Regions from separate parts of the Mus musculus genome. Here all the other regions are linked to region 1. Evidence: chromatin contacts called from public Hi-C and promoter capture Hi-C data. All regions are on one chromosome and are shown on one strand. The core of a region is the stretch at or near the end of the contact, and the rest is flanking DNA. Distances in the headings are between cores, read along the strand shown. Region 1 holds the start of Sox11 (SRY (sex determining region Y)-box 11). Region 2 holds the start of 4930480M12Rik (RIKEN cDNA 4930480M12 gene). Region 3 has its middle 57 kb from the start of Gm25564. Region 4 has its middle 28 kb from the start of Gm25564.

Region 1 (3,322 bases), core at 443-2,942:
TGCCTGACAATTGGAAGCTGAGATGAAATAGCTCCCTGTATTTAGAGTGTAGATTTCCCTTGTGATGGGGACTCGCTGGCCCCACCCCACCCTTGCCTGATGTCCCCATTGCTGGGAAATCAGGCAGCTAAGAGGAAAACAAGAGAGAATGTCTGGTTTGCCTCAAAGATGGATTTTTACACTCCACATGGGTTTTTCTACATCTCCAGACATCAGGTTAACCAGTATGTAAATTTTTTAGGTTCCAATAGCCTTAAACATTAAAATAAAATGCCAACATTATTAAGACTGAGGTTAACTTCAATAATACACGTGCTTGGATCGGTGCTTTTCTTTGGGGTGAATACGATAAGGGTGAAATACAGGGACCCCTCCCCCCTTTTTAAAAATAAAATGGCCTATGAAGACCTGGCACCATTCTATGTCCGGAGTGGGGATGTGTGGGAGATGAGAAGTGTAGTACCCTGTGCAGTACACCAACCTGAAAGGAAATATGTTTAGATAATTCCACTAGTCCCGGGCGGCCGATTTCTCGGGTGAGCAACTCCGGGTGGGGTGAGGGGCTGTAGATCTTAAGAACCAGCCCCCAGAACTGACAGTGGGTAGGTATGAGGAAAACAGGGTGAGCAGCCACGTTAAACAGAAAGCAGAAAGGCTTCGTTTCATTGTCCTCAGAAGAGCCATAGGTGGGTAAGAGACAACACAAAGAGAAGCGAGTTTCCAAGGAGCCCGGCAAAACCAGTAGGCAGGAGCCACCGCTCCAGCGGCAGCCTTAGCAGGCAAATAAGAAATATCTTCGCTTTAAACGAGAGTGCACTTCATTTTAGCTTTGGTTTGTACCGTTGGGTTAAAATAGCAAATGACCCAGAAGGTGCGTGCTGGGAGGCAGAGCTAGGGTTTCAGGACCGAGCTGCAGGGGAGGAGGGCGTAGGTGATGGACAGAGGAGGCGGGACGCGGGGAGTTGGGGAGGCCTATGGAGTAGAAAGTGGGGGAGGGGCGGCGATGCTGAGTCCCGGGCTGTTTCACCGATCCGGCCTGAATCCGTGAACTCCTTTCCGAACCGCTCCGGAGCCGCCCGGACACGGCGGTCTCCGAAGACCGTTACTCCAGCCGAACCGGCAGATGCGCGCGATCCAGGAGGGAAAACGAGAGGGGGAGAGACGGGACAAAACCCTGCGGGTGCGCGGGGAGGGGGGGAGGGAGGGCCCGGCGACCGGGCTCTAGAAAGAGGGAGAAAAAGAACCGGAGGATGAGCCCACGTGCACGGTGCCGCGCGGTGTCGAAGCGCCACCTTCTGCTGGATAGCGGCGCAGCGCGATCGCGCGCGGGTTTAGGGCGCGACGCGCCCAGGATGAGCAGGGGCACCCACTCGCGGTGCCCGGGTGGGTGCATCTGCACTGGGGTTCAGTCCATCGTCCCGCGCCCTTGAGTCCGCGCTGGCGTCTCTCGCTCCGTCCTGCATCCGCCCGGGGGACACGCGCAGCTGTGCGCACTCGCGGATTTCTTTTGAAAAAATAACATATTTCTAGACAACTCCCCCCGCCCCCCATCTTTGCAAACTGGCCAGGAGGCGGGGCTGGAGGTGGGGCCCGTGGTTAATAACGGGAGATAGGCGGAGTCGGGACCAGCCATTGGCTGGTGGGAGTAGTGATGTCACCCATATGACACCCTGATAACGAGTTGAGAGAGAGCCCTCAACTTTTTGCAGAAGAAGCGCGCGCGCCTGGGAGTGCTTGGGGTCCGGCGCTTGCGGCGGCTGCCAGGAGTGAGAGAGCGAGAAATCAAGCGAGTGAGAGAGAGAGCGCGGGTCCCGGGCCGCCGCCGCCTCCTCTCCGGTCGCCGCCGCAGCCGCCGACGCAGCAGGGAACGGGGCCGGGGGGGAGGGGGGCAGCCGCGGACGCGCGCGGCCAAGGACTTTGCAACTTGCCGGAGAAGGTGGAGGGGCGGGAGGGGGAGGGGCGCCCGCGCAGGAGACCGAGCGCCCAGCCCCGCCGCGGACCATGGTGCAGCAGGCCGAGAGCTCGGAAGCCGAGAGCAACCTGCCCCGGGACGCGCTGGACACCGAGGAGGGCGAGTTCATGGCGTGCAGCCCGGTGGCCCTGGACGAGAGCGACCCGGACTGGTGCAAGACGGCGTCGGGCCACATCAAACGGCCCATGAACGCCTTCATGGTGTGGTCCAAGATCGAGCGCAGGAAGATCATGGAGCAGTCGCCCGACATGCACAACGCCGAGATCTCCAAGAGGCTGGGCAAGCGCTGGAAGATGCTGAAGGACAGCGAGAAGATCCCGTTCATCAGGGAGGCGGAGCGCCTGCGCCTCAAGCACATGGCTGATTATCCCGACTACAAGTACCGGCCGCGCAAAAAGCCCAAGACGGACCCAGCGGCCAAGCCCAGCGCGGGCCAGAGCCCCGACAAGAGCGCGGCGGGCGCCAAGGCAGCCAAGGGCCCCGGCAAGAAGTGCGCCAAGCTCAAGGCGCCTGCGGGCAAGGCGGGCGCGGGCAAGGCGGCGCAGCCGGGGGACTGCGCCGCGGGCAAGGCAGCCAAGTGCGTCTTCCTGGACGACGACGATGAAGACGACGACGAAGATGACGAGCTGCAGCTACGGCCCAAGCCGGACGCTGACGACGACGACGACGAGCCCGCGCACTCGCACCTGCTGCCGCCGCCGACGCAGCAGCAACCCCCTCAGCTGCTGAGGCGCTACAGCGTGGCCAAGGTCCCCGCCAGCCCCACGCTCAGCAGTGCCGCCGAGTCCCCCGAGGGCGCGAGCCTGTACGACGAAGTGCGCGCGGGCGGCCGGCTCTACTACAGCTTCAAGAACATCACCAAGCAGCAGCCTCCGCCCGCGCCTCCCGCGCTGTCGCCCGCGTCCTCCCGCTGCGTGTCCACCTCCTCATCCAGCGGCAGCAGCAGCGGCAGCGGCGCCGAGGATGCAGACGACCTCATGTTCGACCTGAGCTTGAATTTCTCCCAGGGCGCGCACAGCGCCTGCGAGCAGCCACTGGGCGCGGGAGCGGCGGGGAACCTGTCCCTGTCGCTGGTGGATAAGGACCTGGATTCCTTCAGCGAGGGCAGCCTGGGTTCCCACTTCGAGTTCCCCGACTACTGCACGCCGGAGCTGAGCGAGATGATCGCGGGGGACTGGCTGGAGGCGAACTTCTCCGACCTGGTGTTCACGTATTGAGAGGCGCAGGGCTCCTCGGGAGGCAGTCGTGGCGGTCAGGATAAAGAGGATGGTGGGGGGAGGGGGAGAAGATGCTCATGGTCAGAGAGATGTGGCGCTGAGAAATTGGAAACGGTGATGAAATGTTGTTGGA
Region 2 (3,322 bases), core at 562-3,061, 1.1 Mb after region 1:
TGCGTTTTGCAGCAATGGCGGTGGTCTCTGTGGTCTTTCTGAGTAAGGGTCTTTTGATGAACTCTAACAAAGTCACAAATCAGGCTGTCCACTAGAATTCAAATCAGATTTTATATTTCAGGGGTTTATAAAAAACCAAAAGAGCAAACAACAAACAGACAGACAAAAAAAAAAAAAAAAAAAAAAAAAAAAAAAAAAAACTCCAAAAAACAAAAAAACCCTCCAGAAGACATAGAAAGAGGTAGCTAGCCAGTTTTCACCACTAACTCGCTTTCAGGGACCTGGGGCCATTTGATGACAGGTTTGCTTTGCTCCTCTATCCTGTGGGTAGACTGCACCCACTGTCTTCATTTCCTGGGCTGTAGTGCTCCCATCCATAAATCAGGGAAACTGGAGATCAGTAATGAAGGGGGTCAGCCAGTTTCACTATTAAATTCCTCAAAGCTGTGGAAGCTGGCCCTGGTGTCTAATCTCACTCCCAGTGTATTGTAATGTCATAGTAACCCAGGTGCAGTCCCCAGGATTTCATCAGAGAGGGCACAGACAATGCCCAGGCTATGAGGCTAGGAATCAGTCCAACAGGTGTTTATTTGTTTGTTATTGTTGAAATTCAGAATCTGAATTACAGTTCCATTAAAAGGGGGACCAAAAAAAAATCTGCCTCTTTCTAGATAGAACCAATCAGTTAAGGGAACAAGAATGAAATATCCTGGAATATGACATATAGTACTGCTGATACTGGATCCTAGGCTTCCGGATTGGGAAGGAAAAAGGACAAGTTTTATCAGGAGATGAGAGCCCTTTGGGAAGGAGCCCAGTAGCTCCTAACTCTCCCTGACTCCCCAGCTGACAACAGTGAAACACTGATTAAGAGGCTGCTGTTTTTTTCCCAATGGTAGCAGCAATCGTTCCCTGGAAGCCAGCTCTCTTGATTAATGTATAAAGGAGATGCGAAAACATACACTCTGCTTTTCTGATACTAAATATACACACCTTTAATCTCTGTTCTCCAGCCTATGCAAGAGCTCACCAGAGAAGAAAATCAAATAGCATACTGTATACAGAAGCTCTCTCCCCCCAAATGCCTGGTTCCTGATTAGAGCAAGAAGAAAGAATAGGATGCCACAGGGAAAGGCACACATCCAAACTATGGAGAGATATCATATTCCTTCTCTCAAGGAAGTGAGGAGCATCTATATGTTTTAATTAAAATATGAAATGCATTTAAGTAAATCTCACTAAGCTCTGAGTCAGCACCTTTAGAAATCATTTTCTCTTTGTTGCAGCCAAATGCAAAGTGATTGATCCGACTGCGAAGTGTAGGGTTTGTGGGACTGTATCAATCCGCCATTTGGAGACTCCGCGCCAACAGTTGTATTTGGTAAGGCGAGTACTAGAGGGAACTCGTAGAAAACTAAAATGCTTGTCAACAGATGAGACACAAATGTACGATCCAAAGCTGTTTCTGGAACGAGCCATTTGGGGAACTGCCACACAGCTTGAGAGATCTGAAAGAAAATGCAGGCTCCACGTGACAACTTTAAATAAAACATAAAGGCCTTTGCTCACAGGGTGGGGGGTCTTACTCTTGCTGATCTACTAGTTTTCCCTGAAAATTGTATTAGCTTGGAAAGTAAACACAATTACTCTGTGAATGCAAATTATGCTTCTAACTAATTACTGATCGAATCCAGCAAAGGACAGCCACATTTTTGTCTTTTGAAATATAATATAAGAAACATTTGTAGTGTGGAGGCTTACCTTGTCCGTCCGAGGAAATTAATTTTCTTTCCTTACCCAGAAAGATTGGTAATTAGCTGGGAGTGTGATGTTCCCTTGTTGCTATGACTACAGCAAGACTTCATAAGGCCCCAGGACTGAGAAAGAGCAAAGGTGACAGAGCCCTTGAGGGAGAGATACTTCCTTGCGGAGCAAGTACAGCCAGCTACCCACCCCATCACACAAGAAGAAGAGGAGCTGGGTTAAGCCTACGGTGCTAATTTACAAAGTATTTTAAAATCAAAGATTGTCCGCACAACATTGTTAACTTTATCTTCTTTTTTCCCCCTCCTTTTTCTTCCTCTGTTTTAAACCCAGGTGTTCTAGGTAATTTGATATTGCTATTGCCTCCAGGGATTTTGTTTGTTTGCTAGTTTTAATCCAAGGAAGTAAAAGAGGCCTCTCAGAGCCACAAGGTTGAAGGTCAAAGATCCCTGGGGTCTGCTGAGCCTAAAAACCCTCCCATGTGGACATTTTCTTAGGTAGAGGAGGCTGCCCATGCTGGAATTTGAGTTTGAGAGCAAGCTTAAACCCCAGAAGCTTCACAATCTTAAACAAGACTGATTCCCCATCATCCTAGTCTTACTTTCCCTGTTGCTTTCTTAACGTTTGATATGAATCTAGGATTCTGTAGGATAGACTTGGACCACCAACACACTTGTTTTTCTGTTTTAAATATGTCACGTTATGAGTCTGTTGTCCTGTTCCCAGCATCCCCCACGTGCTGAGGCAGGTGCTGGCATGAAGCGAGTGAGTGTGAGCCTTTAGGGAATTCACGTGGAAGGGAAGGAGAAGGGTGCACTTACAGGAATAGCATTGGTGCTTAGGGTAGGAAATGAAGGAACGGAGACAAACCTTGACCAATTCGGAGCTACCAAAGTGGAGGACATGGTGAGGTAGGCATGCAGTGATCACAGATAGCAGATGAGCCTCATGGTCTCTTTTCCTCTAAGAATCATACAAGGAGTTTTGAGCATTTCCTTGTGAGGGATCCTATCATTGTCACAGTATAAGTAAATCACATGCAAAGCTACATACTTTTGTCTCATGCATTACAGAAAAAAAGGAAAGCCAAAATTCAGCTCTGGAAGTCTAAGAATGTATGGCTATATTTCTAAAATGTAGCCCATCATACAAAGAAAACAAAAAGACAGACACTCAGTGACGACTTCCTCCTCCTCCTCCTCCTCCTCCTCCTCCTCCCTCCCTCCCTCCCTCCCTCCCTCCCTCCCTCTCCCTCCTTCTCTCTCTTTCTCTCTCCTACCCCTCTCCCCCGTGTGTGTATGGGTGTAGTGGGTGGGTATACACAACTGTACATGTATGTGTAGAAGCCAGTGTGAGATGTATTCTCCATCATGGTAGTAGGTGGGTGTGCACATCTGTGCATGCATGTGTTGAAGCCAGCAGTCAGTATGAGATGTCTTCTTTTGGTACCTTCTCCTGTCTAGAACCGTAAGCCAAAATAAACTCTTGCTCCCATAATTCACTTCTAGTTGTGGCATTTTATCTCAGCAACAGAGAAGTAGCTGAGACATTAAGGTAA
Region 3 (3,322 bases), core at 288-2,787, 1.1 Mb before region 1:
ACACAGCTGTCTCTGTTATCTTCTTCATCATGATACAACAAATCCCCTCACGCCACAAGTTCAAATAAGTGCTTCCTCCCTTAGGCTAGTTGGTCACATGGATGAAATAAACAACTAACACATTGTCCTTTCTGTCCTCTCAGAGCACTTCCCATGAACTAACTAGGCAGGGCCTCGTTGTCTGTTTTGGATGCTGCTGGGCCTCATGCTTCCTCAGGGATGTGGGTGAGGCCCCTTCCTTTCCAGTTGGTCACCCACAGCACAGTCCTCTTACTTGGGGGCACAGCCTCTTTGCTGTAAGAGATCTAAGTGGGTGGCAGCAGAGAATGGGAGGCTTGACTGACACCCTGGCTCTCCTCTCTCTGCCTCACAGTCCTTCCATCTGTGCTCTTTCTTTTGTCATTCCCAAATGTGTGCTCAGCTTATTCACATGGGCCCCACTTATTTTCACTAAAAAAATGTTGCAAGATTATATCAGTATATTTACTTCTTACTACCCATCCATCTATTCATCCATCCATCCATCCATCCATCCATCCATCCATCCATCCATCCACTCATTCACTCTCTTAGTCATCCGTTATTGAATAATTTTCCTTGACTGTATATCAGCTTTACAAGGCTATGGCTTAGTTTTGAGGGCCTGAAGGAGTTTAGGGTGCAGAGAGGGTGCCCATGTATAGAGGGATGGAGAGAGGGAGGGAGGAAGGGGAGAGAGAGGGAGGAAGGGAAAGAGGAAAGACACAGGTGGAGGGAGAGGGAAAGCAAAGAGGGGAAAGAGGGTGGAAGAAAGAGTTTGCAAGAAAAAAAGATGGAATTGGGGAGAGGAGGGCTCTGAGAGGGAGGAGATTTATTTGCCAAGGAGTGGCAGGGCATCTCTGGGACCCTGAAGCTTCCATTGTGGGTGTTCAGCCTGCCACCCAGGATGCTCTATATCCATTCCTTCTTAACTGTTGGGACCAACTTGGGGTAACTTGTAGAAATCCCTTTAATTTTCTTAATGGCTCCTTGACCATCCAAGACAGGGTCAGGCACAAGTACAATGCAGGCCTTTTAGCAGAGTAAGGACTGTAGGCAGTGCCTGGGACCCTGCTGACCCTCTAATACAGACTCTCCTTGTCTCACAACCCCTTCCTTCCTGGCACTATTGCAGGGCCACTTCCTCAGCTCCCTCAGCCATCTGTGGCCTGCTCTCCCTCACAACCTAAGTGTCTCGCATGACCCCCTCTCTGCGGAGTTGGTGGTGCAAGTCAGTGTGAACATGCAACTGTGTGGTTCTTCATAGTTTGTTACAACTGTGAACCTGGCTTCCAACTCCTTCCTCATTGCTATGACTTAGTAACCAAGGGATAAGATCAGAAATTGGATAATGATCCAGTGCTGAGAGTTTTGTGGCTAAAGAGGCCTCCCCAGGTTTGCTCTCACAGCATCCAATTTGACACATGCAAATAATTATCCCTTCATTCTGTTCCATGGGGCACATCTGGAGCCGATAACCTCTAGGACTGGAGAGCCTTGTTCTTGTACATGACTTCCTTCACTCTCCAGGGCTTCATCTGTAATTTGCCATGGGAGGCGCCGCCTCCGGGTTGTGAGATACCTAAAGTGATGTCATCCATCACTCCCAGGTAACCATTGTGCGGCTTTGATGTTGGGTACAGGGTATCAAATCGGAGTCCCGTCCAGCCTGGAGTGAAGCCACAGAGGGCTGGCCTTTCCACGTGCCCTCCAACAGGGAGAGTGGTGTGCCAGGGCTTTCCTAGACTACTTCGGTTACTCTAGAATTTTCTACTTCATCTTTCTTTTATTTATTTTTTCCTAATTAAAAAAAAGCCCCATATTTTAGGTGAAATCCAGGGATAAGTAAGGATATAATGAGCTAGTGCTGATATTTGGTGGGAAATTGGTGGGAAATGTTATGACTGATTCAAATTGAGCCACTCAGGTGGCTATCTGAATTATTTAAGAAATACCTAAAATTCATCTCTTTATCAAATTTAATCCAAAATATCATTAAACTCTGTCTCAGGACACAGTGTCTGTCAGAATAACCACCATGTTGGGTAAACATATTGAAGGTTGAAATGAATTGTAAAATTTATTTTTAAAATTTAAAATTACAGATTTTACTATTTATGTTGTGATTAATGGCATCAGTAGACTCAGTCCTAAGATTTTATTTTTCATAAATGCATTTTAACCACACTACAGTGTAGCCTTTCACTTTGCATTTTTTTTGCTATAGGTTTAAATTTTTTTCATAGTTCAACCATATTTTCTAAAATGTATTTCTAGCCTTTTACATTTAACTTACAATTTAACAATATCTAAGTTTATTAACTATTTTTAAAGTTTTTAAATTGTTTTTATAGCCTTTCCAAATTAAGCAAAGAACATAGCTTTATTTATTAAGTACACTCCCCATTACACTGGTTATTATTACTTATACATTGTATCTTTAAACACAGATTTAATTTCTTAAGCCATGTAGGTTATAAGTTATGTAAGCTGTGGGCTCACAATTGGAGACATTATATAGTTCAGGCTGGCATTGCATTCAGCCATCTTCTGCCTCCGGATGAGTGGGGTTCAGATGAGGGTCTCATTCTAGCTTTTTCTGATTTGTTTTGTTTTGTTGTTGAGACAGGGTCTTTGTAGACCAGGGTCACCTCAAACCCATGATCCTCCTGCCTCAAGCTCCAAACACAGCAGGTGTTATAGACATACACTTTGGATATCTTCTTCCTGTTGTGGTTATTTTTCTTCTTGTTAAAAAAACATTCTTCTAGTAAACTAAGCAGGTTGTCATTCCCAATTTCAGTGTGTTTGAAAATGTCTTCCACATTACAGCTACATTGACTGGTTCTCTTCAATGGCTTCATGTCTAGAATGTTTCTTTCTTTTTTTAGGGGGGAAGGAGGTGGGTAGGGGCTGGGGCTGGGAGGAGAGGTTGTCCTGGAAGCTTTTTCTATGTCTCTCATTCTTATGAGTCTGCAGTTATTGATACCACTGCAAAAGACACCTCCTTTCCCTGTACAGTCAGCAGCAGCATGGTCTGTGGATTTTAAATGGTTTCTGGTGACAGGATGGACCAGATAGCCACATAGCCTTCAGCACCAGCACAGACCATGGACCTCAGTATAGTCTTGGTGATGGTTCAGACCATGGACATTATTAACACAGCCCTCAGCTGCAGCATGGACCACGGACACTAATATGCTTTCACCACAGGCCATGGCCATCAACATGGCCTCCAGCAGTAGTACAAATCATGGATATCCACCTGGCCTTCAGCGTCAGCAAATATCAACATGGTCTTGGT
Region 4 (3,322 bases), core at 404-2,903, 1.0 Mb before region 1:
CATGGTGACACGGCAGGGAATCATTCATCAGCGAGACTCCAAGCTTGAAAGGGTCTAGGTAAAGGTTGGAGTAGTCTATTATGCAGACAGGCACCAGGGGCTGGCCTGCTGAGAGAACAGGGCAATGTCTTAATATGCAACATTACAGGCCCAGGTTGGGTACCATCTCAAGTCTCAGATGCTGGGAAGTCAGTGAGAGGCCTATCAGGACATTCACAAGAGTCAGGAGGGTTGAGCTGCAGCCATGACAACACCCTCGAAGGAAGAAGCCATGAGCTCAAGGGAGGCCAACTGACAAGCAGAAAGAGATTTTAGTTTCTATCTAACATATTTGCAGACAGGAATATATTTTGGGACATGGAAATGCCCATTTCTTCTTCATGTGTGTACCTCCAAAGTGATGCTTTTTGTAGAAGTCATTTTCAGCTGTTGGAACTAAGTGAACAGAAGATCTCTGAGCTTCTGGGTGTTATGAAGTCACAGGTGCTGGGTGGTGCTGATGCTGAGGTCTCTCTCTGGGATGGATTTTATGAAAAGCCAGTGTCAGAGAGGAAATGGGCAGCTTCAGGAGGAGCTGACCTTGGTGTATGCTGGAACACTGTGGCCGATATGCACTCTGTGACTGCCAACCCATGCATTGGCTAACTGCTTAGCTTCTAAATAGCTCGAGCCTTCCCTATAGACTGTAGCTTCTGAATGTGAGGGGGATGGCACCATGAGGAATTTTTTACTGAAGAGGGTTTTAGGGAGGTGGAAGAAAGCTCATTTTATGTTATTTTATTGGAAATCGAAGAAGGCTCATTTTGAGGTTTCTGTGGTGTAAGATACTTAACATTCTGAAATAGGCAAATTAACATGAACCTGTGTCAGCACACTGATGGTCTTAGTTGTATATGATAAAAGAAGAGCCCTGGCTTTTCTTAGTAATAAGGCTCATGCCAATGACCCTTAGTACTTGGGAGATGAGAGGGAGGTCTCTGGAAGAGTGATGCAAGTTCAAAGCCAGCATGCACCATCTAGCAAGTTACAGGTCAGTGTGGGCTACAGAGTGAGACTCTGCTCTTCAATAGGAAGTGATTATATGAACACATCTGCAAGGTCAGCTCCGGCTGTAAGTGAAGAGTATTGTTTACAGAGCACAGAGCACAGCTGGCTTTCCATGTGTCTGGTGTTTTACGCTGAGTTCTTGCACACTACAGGAGGAGAACATTTCTGCTACTGCTTTATAGGTTCTGTGTTGTGGACTGGTCACTGGTTCTCCTTCTCTTTTGCCTGTTTACATCTTGGAATCTTGAGCCCCTAATATGATGGTATCTGGAGAAGAATTTGTGAGGGTGAGATCCTGAGAGAGAATTAGTGGCCTTACAAGAGGACTAAGACGTCAGAGTTCTTGCATTATCTGCCCCCCCCCATGCCATCTCTCCTCTCTGTGTGCTCCCTCCCACTCTGTCCCTTCTTGCTATCACACAGCCCAAGTTGATGAAGACGTGTGCAGGCCAAGGATTGCAAGATTGAAAGGTCTTTCTGATGGCCTAAGTTAGTAATTGTTAAGATTTGGAGTCAAAAATCCTTCCGCTAGCTTCTGTGTTTGAACACAGCTCATAGCAGGAGATGCGCTGCTGAAAGTGAGTCAGAGGCTGTGTTATTTCCTCCGTGGTTCCAGCTAACAATGGAGGACTGTACATCTAAAGAAATTGCCTCTGTGAGGTGTCAATGGCACTCATTGAGAGGTGTTGACAATATCCATTCCACAGAGGTAGAGCATCACAGGAAGAGATGTCACGGGAACTACTAGTGCCATCTGTGCCTCAGGAGAGAATGTGATGTTTCAGTGTGGCCTCCCTTCCAGAGCACTATTGGTTCCCAGGCAAAAAAAAAAAAAAAAAAAAAAAAAAGGCAACCATTGCCTTTATTCATAAGAATAAATAAAACCTTCTTTATGAAACCAGGGGACCAATGCCATCCAGGCCTTAAAGGCAGATTTTCTCCAGTGGCTCCGACAGTCTCCTTCCTAGGAATAAATATTTTATGTTTGGTTTCAGTTTAAAAAAAAAATCTGTCCTAACATTTCTGGGCAGCCCTAAGCTCCTTTAAAATTCAAACTGTGAGCAAGCAAATAAAATGTGCAGATGAACATACTTCACTGTGGAAGGTATGTAACATGAGCAAGGGGTGATGGGAATTCCAGGCACTGACAGCAGCAGGCTGTATAAAAATGCTGCAAACTATGCCAGTAAACTCTGGGAGGGAGGGAACTACATCAGTGTGCAATGCATGAAGAATGTTGTCTTTACCCCAAGGGAGTTATTTTTCCTCAGTCTTGCCTTCTCTTCCTCTGTCTTTTACTGTAGAATCATGTAGGGATATCATATTGTCCATTATCGCTAAAGCGTCATCCTCCTGACTCAACACTTTTTTTTTCTTTTTGCATACCGGTTTACAGTTTTCAGAGATGATTTCCACAGACAAGCTCACTTGAAGCTCATCATCTCAAGAACTGGAAGAACACACACGGTGGCTATTGTTTCAGGACTAAGGGTTCAGGAAGTATGTATTAATTCAAGATTGTGTGGGCTGGGAGCATCCATCTGGAGTGAATGATGTGGCTGAATCACAATGCATACATCAGTCAACTCTAGACTGCATAGTGGCAGGGGACATAGCATAGACTGGGAACCCCATGGACAAGAGGAGGCTTGTGGTGTGGGCACGGGATTTGCGACTACATGACAGAAAGCTTCCATCTATGGTCTCCTTCAGCCTCTTTCCCTGACTCTCTCAGCACAGATGGTTGCCACTGTTGCCCCTGCCTACATTTAGGGCTGCTTTTTGGTGACAAGTCATGTGACAGACCAGGCTCTCCATTGTGCAGATGGCAGCAAGCGCATGTCTGAGGATCAGTAAGTTCCTGGAAGAATTAGAATGCCTTTACTCACCTCAGAAGGGGCTCTCGGGGGTGACCTCTCTGGTCCAGCTTTCATGTCTTTTTTTTTCCTCAGGGTTGCCCTGATTAAACCTTTCTCTGGAACTTTCCATGCTTTCTAACTAAATTAGAATGAATGAATAAAAATGAAGATTCTAATTAGCACTTCCTACATATTAAACAAATCATCCTCCCCTTACGTGAAGTCATTGGGAGGAAGCAGGAGTGGGAGGGTTGGTGAGCAGGGGGAGGGGGAGAGGATAGGGGGGTTTCGGAGGGGAAACCAGGAAAGGGGATAACATTTGAAATGTAAATAAAGAAAATATCTAGTAAAAAAAGAGAAATGTTCTTTTCCTGTCCAGCAATGGTGTTGCTGACCAGAACAGCATATCCACTAGG

The links. Promoter capture Hi-C pulls out the DNA fragments that hold promoters and counts their contacts. A called contact is a pair of places that touch in the nucleus more often than the background predicts.
Region 2: a contact with region 1 is called in a promoter capture Hi-C map of hippocampal neurons, with 4 times the contacts expected there. The contact joins the promoter of 4930480M12Rik here to the promoter of Sox11 in region 1.
Region 3: a promoter capture Hi-C map of second pharyngeal arch cranial neural crest shows a contact between it and region 1. The contact joins the enhancer-like site here to the promoter of Sox11 in region 1. A contact is called at or near these places in 9 of 39 promoter capture datasets (cranial neural crest, embryonic stem cells, frontonasal cranial neural crest and 4 more), 17 of 484 Hi-C or Micro-C datasets (MC3T3-E1-derived osteoblasts, the N1E-115 cell line, brain and 11 more) and 4 of 115 datasets of contacts at active chromatin or transcription factors (craniofacial prominence, oligodendrocyte precursor cells and stem cell-derived neural progenitor cells).
Region 4: a Hi-C map of adipose-derived mesenchymal stem cells shows a contact between it and region 1, with 1.9 times the contacts expected there. The contact joins the enhancer-like site here to the promoter of Sox11 in region 1. A contact is called at or near these places in 5 of 39 promoter capture datasets (cranial neural crest, frontonasal cranial neural crest, hippocampal neurons and 1 more), 1 of 484 Hi-C or Micro-C datasets (adipose-derived mesenchymal stem cells) and 6 of 115 datasets of contacts at active chromatin or transcription factors (astrocytes, craniofacial prominence, embryonic brain and 3 more).

Annotation. Positions count from the first base shown.
Region 1 is chr12:27,341,088-27,344,409 of GRCm38.p6, reverse strand. Sox11 (SRY (sex determining region Y)-box 11) reads left to right here and starts at 1,692. Exons shown (of 1, transcript NM_009234.6): 1 at 1,692-3,322. The coding sequence starts at 2,002. The coding sequence ends at 3,189.
Region 2 is chr12:26,209,756-26,213,077 of GRCm38.p6, reverse strand. It overlaps 4930480M12Rik (RIKEN cDNA 4930480M12 gene), which reads right to left and starts at 1,811. Exons shown (of 3, transcript NR_046278.1): 1 at 1,762-1,811. It overlaps Gm29687 (predicted gene, 29687), which reads left to right and starts at 2,573. Exons shown (of 5, transcript NR_131149.1): 1 at 2,573-2,675.
Region 3 is chr12:28,406,071-28,409,392 of GRCm38.p6, reverse strand. No RefSeq gene overlaps it. Among named protein-coding and RNA genes, the nearest start is that of Gm25564, 57 kb to the right of the region's middle. Within about 2 kb of position 1,537, at least 5 of the 459 cell types and tissues checked have an H3K27ac peak or open chromatin away from gene starts, as enhancers often do. A contact at or near this core is called in craniofacial prominence and second pharyngeal arch cranial neural crest, where this site is marked.
Region 4 is chr12:28,377,087-28,380,408 of GRCm38.p6, reverse strand. No RefSeq gene overlaps it. Among named protein-coding and RNA genes, the nearest start is that of Gm25564, 28 kb to the right of the region's middle. Within about 2 kb of position 1,653, at least 14 of the 459 cell types and tissues checked have an H3K27ac peak or open chromatin away from gene starts, as enhancers often do. A contact at or near this core is called in adipose-derived mesenchymal stem cells, where this site is marked.